Regions from separate parts of the Mus musculus genome. Here regions 1 and 2 are each linked to region 3. A link is a contact called in public Hi-C data. All regions are on one chromosome and are shown on one strand. The core of a region is the stretch at or near the end of the contact, and the rest is flanking DNA. Distances in the headings are between cores, read along the strand shown. Region 1 overlaps Kcnq5 (potassium voltage-gated channel, subfamily Q, member 5). Region 2 overlaps Kcnq5 (potassium voltage-gated channel, subfamily Q, member 5). Region 3 holds the start of Kcnq5 (potassium voltage-gated channel, subfamily Q, member 5).

Region 1 (3,187 bases), core at 55-2,554, 180 kb before region 3:
TCTTGCCACCATGTTGGTTCTAGAGATCAAATTCAGGCAGATGGGCTTTGTGGCAAGCGCTTTGACCCACTGAGCCATTACACTAGTCCCTTGATGAGTTTAAAAAAAAATAAGTGTGTCATTATTAAACTAGAATTTTTCAGTTTGATTCAAGTAAGTGGGAAGATACCTTTTCATCACTTAACTATTATTTGTGATAATACAATAAAAATTTTGTTGTATAGCATTTGAATACAATTTTATTTCCAAGATAAAATCATATATATCTGTTCCTGTATGTGGAAATACAGATACTTTTTTAAGTGTAACTGATATTAGTGATTAGATATACACATAAACACACTAGAAGAAACTGGACAATAGAATAACTATTATTCTGTATCTCTGAGGCCCGTGAGATGTCGGTACCCAATTCCTATTGGTATTACGTAAGGGATGTTGTAGGGAGATTCGATTTCACTCCTCTCTGAAGGCACTGTGAGAGTGTGGATTCTTTCTTAGCAGGAACTCTTATAGAGACCATCCTTGGTCCATTTCTCCGATATCACCAAGACAATGATGACAGATATAAGGTAATTCACCACTGAAAAGACCGGCCAACCTCACAAAGCAACATCGTAAAAAGACTTACCACCCCTGGGATTCTCCTGAAAACTGTTTCTGAGCTGTTTGGAGACCATGCAGATGGCTACAGTAGGCTGAATATGTCAAAGGTTTTATAGAGCTTGGACAATTTAATTATGTCCTTGATGTCGTGTTTGCCCGTTTGCCTAGCGAGGTCCTGCTTCTCACTCCTGTTTTTCAGCTTACTCCCCTGGCATGCACTGCAGCCTCTCTGGCCACTGCCAGCCTGTTGAAGTGCCCGGTTCTTACAGTACTACCTAAAACCCACTGTTTTCTTAAACCGCAAAGTGAAGTTGTCCACTTGTAAGAGAATTTTACAATTAAGATAATTCTTCTCATTCTTCTTGCTGCCCAACATGATGATTAAAATGTGCTCTGGCTGTCACTTTTCTTTGTTCACTCCATGTTCCCTCTGTAATCTATTACAGCATGTCTTTGATTCTTGATCCTGTTCTGGTCTCAGCAAAGGTTACACAGTTTCATTTTAGCTTCCAAATTTGTCATTGCTCCTCAGGCTCCAAGTGTATTTGTGACATTGACGGTTTTGCATAGTCTTTCCATTTTAACAGTTTCTCTCCCCTCCCCCAATGCCGTACTTCGGCATATTCACCTCATCTCTGCCTGTTCACTGTGTGGTCTTGGTTTGTAAGGGAGATGTTCAAGGAAATGACTTTAACCCTCAGTCATCAAAGACTTCCCCTTGCAGTGATTTCAAGGCTTTAGTCATCTCCTGTGTGTGAATGCTCTCTCCACCAAGAGGCTGTCACGAATTCTAATGCTGAAGATCCTGCCTGCACTTTCAACATAACACGTCCCTAGTTAAACTCCACATCTTCCTGTCAATCCAACCCTTCTCTCTTGGCCACCTGGCAGTGCTAATGGTACCAGAATGAGGCATATCAATTTTGTCTCTCGCACTAGATTTCCAATTTCTCAGCTCATTGCCAAATGGTTCAACACTCCCATTAATAGCATCCATCATTAAATTTGCTGATCCATTTTAATTATTGTGTCCTCATGAAGCTTTACTCAAACGGCTGATCAGCTCTTCAGTGTCTTCTCACCACTTCCTTTTATCAAACTAAACTGCATGCAAAGTTTCCCACATTTCTTGAATAGTCCTACACCACAGCCTTTGCTTGAGTCTTCTCTGCCCACAAGGCCAAAGAAACCTGAGTCTGACTGACTGCTTTTCCCCTTCTTTGTTGGCTCATCAAATCGCACATCTCTCCCGTGGTGTTTATGAAAGTGTGCTTTTAATCCTTGTAGTATCTGTTCATTTTTGATCTCTTCCAGGGAGACCAAAACATGCACATGCCAGGTGCATGGTGGACTGGCTTGGGGTTTAGAGTCCCACAAGCATGCCCTTTGTCACCTGACAGGCCCTGTATGCTCCTTGGGAAACAAAAGCAGTTCAAGGGCAGTTGAGATGGCTCAGTGGGCAAATGTGTTAGGCATGAAATCCAGACCACCTGAGTTTGAGTCCTCGAGTCCCTGCAAAAAGTCAGATGCAGCAGCGTGCATTTATAATGCAAGGACCCCTAGCATGTGATGTGAGGCAGAGAAAGGAGAATCTCCTGACTCTAGGAGGCAGCTGAGTGGAGTACACAGACCTTCAAGAAAGACTCTGCCTCAAAACAAAATGGAAGGCGAGAACTGATCCATAAAAGTTATCGTCTGACCCATTTTGGCATGTGTATAAATTTATACACACTCACAAACACACCATCACTGATGATGATGATGACATGACAACAACGATGATGATGATTTAAACATTTGTCTAATTATGTTTTGCATTAGAACTCCAGGCATTGCATGCGTTTTAAAATTCATGACACTAAATTGAATCCTTTACTTCCTCCCAATGGTCCACTTCTCCCCTTTTCCACAAACACTTCCCTGACAGATATTTGATTTGTTTCCTGAATTCACTTGAAAAAACCCTGTGTGCAAATTGATGTGAAATTATGAACAGCACACTAAATTGGTTCCTACTTAAAAACTCCAATTAAGGGTTCTATTCTGTCAAATTTCCTTCCACCTAAAACTCAAAAGTAAGAACATTCTTGAAAAGAACACACACAGAAACAAATGAGAAAAAGTTCCTCTTATAGTCATCGTGATTTTTACTGCTGAGGGTCCTTTCCACCTTGTTAATTAATGACAAGACAAAGGGCAGAGGTAGCACCCAGATACTCGTGTGTACCACACAACTGAACAACTAGGCTTAAAATAAAAATTGATCGAGAGAGAGGGGGGGGGGGAGGGAGAGAGAGAGAGAGAGAGAGAGAGAGAGAGAGAGAGAGAGAGAATTAATAAGGTTATGAAAATGAAAGCAGATACTAATTGTGGGTGAATGGATGCAAGTTATACAAAAATTAGAATTTAATATCATGTCCCTGGTTCTAACATTGATCATGGCACAAAAATACAACAACGTCCGGTATCAGGAATTGTTCCTTCCAGATGTGGGTTAAGTACTTCAATAGGCAGGTAATCTTCAGAGGTACTTGTGAAGTGGATAATAGTGTGTAACCTGCATTTTACAGATGAAGAAATC
Region 2 (2,971 bases), core at 61-2,560, 250 kb before region 3:
CAAGAGACCAATAGAAATAGTAAATTGGACATAACTTCAGATATTCTCCATTTAGGTTAACCATGAATTTGATTGTTGAGCAATTAAAATTATACAATCGTAATTTTCCTTTAATACAAAAAAAAAAAAAAACCCTGCGGATGGAGATACCATGATGCCTCACATATGAGCAACTTGACATTCATGGTAGTTCTTCTAGAGAAAGGGACAAAATGAAGTGATTTGGGGGAAGACAGTGGCTGAACCATGCTGTTCCAAGAAAATGCGAAAGTAAACTGTAAAATTTGGGAGTGAAAACTACAATATGGACAAAAATCTTCCCCGAAATAAAACCAAAGTGAAATGAGATCAATGATTTTATTCATGGAGAGAACAGGAACAAGTACTTAAGTACTTTAAATACTTCAGCAAAAACTAGTACGGTCATGGTATTCTGCATGCAAACATAGAAATACACCCCCCTTGCACAATTAATGTATGCTTGCAAAACATAAAGGAAAAGTCATTATAAGGTGGAGGGTGTTCTTTTCTTGTCACATAGACTGGCATACTATTTGACAGTTACTGTGAGTACTGGCATAATTATAATCACAAAAAATGGTTGAGGAAAGGTAAGGTAAACCTTTAAAAAACATACATTACTGAGTAAAATACTAGGTTAAATTAATAGTGGTGGCAGAATCATAATATATGTGATATATATACATATACATGTATATCACAAAACCAAGGCTGTATAGCCATTTCTGACTTTACAATGATTCTTTTGAAATGGGCTCTTCATGGAGTTTTGAGCTATATCACTTTAAATAATTCACCCATAAAATATGGTTCTCAGTGTCTTTGGCGGAACTTATAAAGATGAAATTCAACTCTATCCAAGACTTTCTATCAGTGAAGATATTCTAAGAGATTCCCAGGGAATTCCAAAACCTGATTCCCTCAATATTTTTATTTTTGAAATAGAACCAAAAGAATTGTGCATAGCAGCATTTAAAGGTGGTTGTATAAGGTGTGCACAGCACTTCTTTTGTAGGAAATTGATTTTCTATTACATATATATATATATATATATATATATATATATATATATATATATATATATAGTCAATTTACCTTTTCCAGTAATCTTTTAAATACAGATGCTTCAGAGGAGTGTGATGCATTATATGGGGGATTTTGCATCCTGCTCATTAGTGGGCTAGACTTAGGTTCTTCAGCACAGTGAAAAAGAAGGTGGCTGACACACTGGAGCTCTGTGAAACAGAGGTGATGTGGCCACTCGGTAATGTTATTACTCAGCTGACCCAAGGCTGGCTGCTTCATTTCCTTTCCACGGAATCACTTCCTATTAGACTTGAGAATGAACAGACATTCCTGGTTTGATTCTGGTAATTTCATCATTTGAGAAGAAAATCAGTTTCCTAGGAAAAGTATCATTTGTGCAATTATTAAATCACTCACAATTCATACTTAGGCTGCTAGTCTACCAAGCTCATGAAAGTATTTCTTACTATGCCTACAATTTCCTGCCCTTTTAACTCTAAGGTATTTGATATACTTTTATTCTTCTGCAGAGATAAGTGAGGTCACTTTATCACATTTTCCTCAATAAATAAGTAACACAGTGTCTATCTACCTTTGCTAATAATTTGATAATAAGATTTATAATTTGTTCTCTATGAAAGAAAAAACCATGATATTCCTCTATTTTCTATGAAGAATACAGTGAGGTAAATTATTTTTGATAGTATTAGAATATCTGTCCTTATGTATTATGTATTCTCATTTTAAATTATAAATTATGATTATAATTCTGAGAGTATTATATTAGTCAGAATTAATACATTAAATATATCATTTGAATTTAGGTTTATTTTCATACAAGTAGCTTTCATCCCAAGACTGACTTTAAGGTCTATATATTTTTAAGCTCTGCTCATTATCATGGTTATATTCTCTTTTATTAACTCTTAATATCAACAAAATTCTAAATGATATGTGTATACATATAAAAACATATATACACAAACGAATGCATATGTACATATTCAGATATCATGCATATATATATATATATATACACACATGCACACACACATGCACCCACAGCTACATATATACATATACAGACATATATACATATATATACACACACGCACACACAGCTACATATACACGGGTTGGTTGAGAAAAATGTAAAAATGTGTGTATGTGTCTACTTAATTGCTATTTTAATATGTGTCTCATCTGAAGGACCTGAGCTCATCCCATTACTTAGGAAGAAATTATTATTATTTTTAATGTAGTAAAACACTATTCCTTTTGAGAGTCCTGTAAATGTAATTGAATGCTAAGAAAGCTACTAACATGATTAAGGAGAAAGGACGGGTTGGCTTTCCTAAGCCAGTTAAAACCATGGTTCTGGCCACTCCACTCAGTAATAAATCACGCCTGCAATCTGGAAGCAGAAATACCCTGCAAGCATTTCTATCTTTTCCTGCTCATAAAAGCTTGGGGACTCGACCAGAGTAGCCTTTCTGATGAGAACAAATGCAGTCTCACTCAGACTGCTAACTTCGTAACTGGTTTGCCTAGCAGAATCTAAGGTTTGGGCTTGTTTTGTTGTGAAATCTGGGGCAATGTCATGGCAGGTGCAACATAATTAATTCTAAATGATGTTAATTATTATTTAATCCAAATAAAGAAAGAACATACTTTGCAAGCTCTGATAAGAGAATAGGGCTAAATCTTTTAACGTGGTTACCACTGGAAATTGGCATGTGTTCATTTAGCTTGTATAATGTAAAAGCAGTAGAGAAAAGCATGAATAGGAAAATTATATGACTATAATCTGTTTATTGAGAATGAAAATTATATCTTCTCTACTGGAAAGAATGTGAGTGTACAGTGATTCTACAAAGGTAAGTATAGAGATACTTGAATCCATAAGAATTCTGTGTGTTAGCCC
Region 3 (2,977 bases), core at 144-2,643:
GCAATGACTACTACGTGCACTGACAGATTTTCCGTTGATGACAGCTGTGATGGTGGCCAGGCGTGTTTCCGGGCGCGCTTACAACCTAGTCTCTCTCTCTCTCCATCACGTAGCAGCTTCCTCTGCTTGACCCCAGAGCTGACTGTGGACCCACTCTTAACCTTCTCCTCGCCACTCCATCCCACCCGGTCATGCCCTCCCAGTCTCTCCAGTCTCGGGATGGTGCACAACCTCCCGGAGCTATCCCCAGCTCCTGGGCGCCCCACTCAGTTAACTTTCCGCATATCAGGACCTAATCGCTCCCGATTATCTGAGTCGCCTAAGTCCGGCTTCTGCCTTCAATCACCCAGGTACCTGGAACTGACCCGTTAGTCCCTTGGGTGCTTTGGGGCAAAAGGGCTCTATGTGAACCAGAGCGAGAGGTGGGACGAGAGAGATTGAGGGCTCCAGAGGGCCGATGGCAACACGTGCAAAGAAATAAAAACCACCACGTGTGTGTAGCTCTGCGTGTGAGCGCGCACGCGTTTCCGCGCCTAAGGCCAGGGCGCGGGCGCCAAGTGCGCCCCGGGGCTCCCCAACAGAGGGCATGGCTAGGGGCACACGGGGTCGGAAGTGGGGGCGCGGGTACTCACACGAACGCGTGGTAGACGAACGCCCAGCCGCGGGGTCGCTCCAGCACGTTGTACAGATAGTTCTGCACCCGCCGGTACTTGACGTTGCGCCGACAGCTCTGGCTGCTGGTGTAGGAGAGCGGCTTCCCCAGCAGGCTCATTCGGGCCCCCTGCTTGCCCCGGCGGCTCTCTCTCAAGCCGCCGCCGCCTCCGCCGAGCGCCGCCGCGCGGGTGCCGAGCAACAGCAGGCCGTCGCCCCTGGCGGCCGCCGAGTTCAGCAGCACCCTGCCGCGGCCGGACTCCACATCCTTCATGCCGCTGCCCGGGCGCCCCCCACCCGCGCCTGCCGCCGCCGCCGCGCCGCTCCTCACCCAGAGCCCGGCGGCACCGCCCTCCTCTCCTCCCGCGTGGTGGCGGGGCATGGCATCACCACGGGCACCGCGAGGGGGGCGCTGGCGCCTGCGGCGGGGGCAGCGGCTTCATGTGCGCGGGCAGGTCTGCAGGAGGAAACCCGCAGCCGACGGGGCGCCCCGGGGGGGCGGACTAGCCTAGAGTCGGGGCTCCGGGCGGGGGCGGCGGGGTGTGCGGAGCAGGCCCGGGGAGGTCCGGATTTCTGCCGCTTCCAATTCCAAATCCGGACCTGTTGGGGGCGTCACTTTGTGAGGTGTCCCTCGCTTTCCTTTAGTCTGGTGGCTGCCACTCCCTCCTCCCCGAGGAGTGTCGGCACACGGGACTGAGGGTGTGCGGGATGCCCGGAGGCACGCTCGCACGCGTGCACACCCAGCAGGGTTCGAGTCTGTCTGTCCCCTGCACCCCGGCAGAATACCGGCTTGACCCTAAGTCGGTCTCCCAGGATGAGTTTGGTTCGGTTCTTCCTGGGACTCGGAGCTGTCCGGAGGGCGAAGTCTGCCTCTTGAATAAACTGGACGAGCGGGTCTCTGGGCTTCTCCCGCTGCTATGCCGCGCCTGGTCCTGCCATCCTCGGGTGATGGGTGTGGGCAGGAAAGGTTCTGTCCTACCCTCCAGGTTTTGGCTAGCCTAGGAGCGAGCCAGCGGGGGCTAAGCTTCTGGCAGTGGCGCTTGGGTTCCCGCGCTGGGGACCAGCCCACCGCAGTTCAATGGACACACCCGGAGAGAGCCAGGCAGGGACCCAGCAGCTTCCCGCGACTCAATCCAGCCTGCAGGCTGTGACTTTCCATCCTAGCCTCAGACAACAAGCCTGCGAGTCGCAGAACATCCTTCCCATCCCCAGGGGTGGGGTGTGGGGAGGGCGTAAAACTCCAAAGTAGCTCCTTCGTGGTGAGGGAGCTCCTCCTGACAGAGCAGCCTGGGAAAAGGAGCCCACTTCTCTCCTTCCAGAAATTTCCATGTAAGTGAAAGAAAGTCATAAAACTGCTTAAATCTCCGCCGCGACTGTGGCGTCCCCAGGGAGTTCGAGAGGGATCATGGAGGATAGTGAGTCCAGGACCTGCCTCTCAGACAGGATGCTGTAACTTACAATGTTAGAGAAAAGGGAACCACTGACTGCATCCCCCACCACCTCTGGAAAATGGGCGCCCCAAAGCCCATCTCTTCTCTTGGATGAGAGTGAGATTATGGTGCTGCTGGCTCAGAACTCCGCCTTTCAAAAATATTGTTAGCAATTAAACAACAGATTCAGCGATGGGGAAACTGAGAGGACACCAGGATTGGGAACTCCTTCTAATAGAGCAGCCTTCCTCCCAAATATTTAAAAAAAAAAAAGTAATAATCGCCAAGTTCAACTGAACTATGCTTTCAACACAAAGTCATGGTAGTCAGTAGCAAAGTGGCCATCCCTGAGCCTTTTTTCACTTCCATGAATACCAGCCAACACTAAGGCAAAAATCTTATCTTGGTTGTCTCACCCATAGCAGATAATACTCTACCAACACACCCACACATACACCCCGTGCATACACCCACGCCCACAGACAGCTGCTTTCTACAGTCAGAACGTCAGCTAAGAGTTTTACTTTTATTTTTATCGTTATTGTTTTGTGAAGACCTCTTCCTGGTTCTTACTCAGCAAGACCTTGTTTCCCTTCAAACCTCTGGGCAGTAGGCACTACTAACCCCTAGCGCTGTGCAGCTGGCAGCAGTACCACGTGTGAGCCAAGCATCAACACTCAGAGTCACTCCTGCTTTCCTCTAATACACTTCACACCCACACACCGTGGAGGTGCTAGAGAGGTTGCTCCGTGCCCTGCTATTCAAGGCAGATGCAAAGAGAATGTCCTGGAATAAGCTCTCCAATCCTAGAGCTGCGTGGAGACCCCTGGCTGAAGGTGGGAGCTGAGGTGGGGGGTAGTTCGGTGCAGCTATATTTAGACTCCCCGTGGAGTTTC

Evidence for each region. A called contact is a pair of places that touch in the nucleus more often than the background predicts.
Region 1: a contact with region 3 is called in a Hi-C map of Th2 cells, with 2.5 times the contacts expected there. The contact joins the enhancer-like site here to the promoter of Kcnq5 in region 3. A contact is called at or near these places in 4 of 39 promoter capture datasets (the C10 cell line, hippocampal neurons and liver), 1 of 15 datasets of contacts at CTCF or cohesin (pro-B cells), 3 of 484 Hi-C or Micro-C datasets (Th1 cells, Th2 cells and cortical neurons), 3 of 115 datasets of contacts at active chromatin or transcription factors (Th17 cells, large pre-B cells and neural progenitor cells) and 2 of 9 other capture datasets (adipose tissue and liver).
Region 2: a Hi-C map of the N1E-115 cell line shows a contact between it and region 3, with 10 times the contacts expected there. The contact joins the enhancer-like site here to the promoter of Kcnq5 in region 3. A contact is called at or near these places in 2 of 39 promoter capture datasets (the C10 cell line and hippocampal neurons), 1 of 15 datasets of contacts at CTCF or cohesin (pro-B cells), 2 of 484 Hi-C or Micro-C datasets (the N1E-115 cell line and cerebellar granule neurons), 3 of 115 datasets of contacts at active chromatin or transcription factors (craniofacial prominence, neural progenitor cells and trophoblast stem cells) and 1 of 9 other capture datasets (adipose tissue).

Annotation. Positions count from the first base shown.
Region 1 is chr1:21,779,692-21,782,878 of GRCm38.p6, forward strand. The region is part of intron 1 of Kcnq5 (potassium voltage-gated channel, subfamily Q, member 5); the gene reads right to left. Among named protein-coding and RNA genes, the nearest start is that of Kcnq5, 180 kb to the right of the region's middle. Within about 2 kb of position 1,305, at least 16 of the 459 cell types and tissues checked have an H3K27ac peak or open chromatin away from gene starts, as enhancers often do. A contact at or near this core is called in Th1 cells, Th17 cells and Th2 cells, where this site is marked.
Region 2 is chr1:21,711,606-21,714,576 of GRCm38.p6, forward strand. The region is part of intron 1 of Kcnq5 (potassium voltage-gated channel, subfamily Q, member 5); the gene reads right to left. Among named protein-coding and RNA genes, the nearest start is that of Kcnq5, 250 kb to the right of the region's middle. Within about 2 kb of position 1,311, at least 2 of the 459 cell types and tissues checked have an H3K27ac peak or open chromatin away from gene starts, as enhancers often do. A contact at or near this core is called in the N1E-115 cell line, where this site is marked.
Region 3 is chr1:21,960,549-21,963,525 of GRCm38.p6, forward strand. It overlaps Kcnq5 (potassium voltage-gated channel, subfamily Q, member 5), which reads right to left and starts at 1,394. Exons shown (of 14, transcript NM_023872.3): 1 at 633-1,394. The coding sequence starts at 1,033.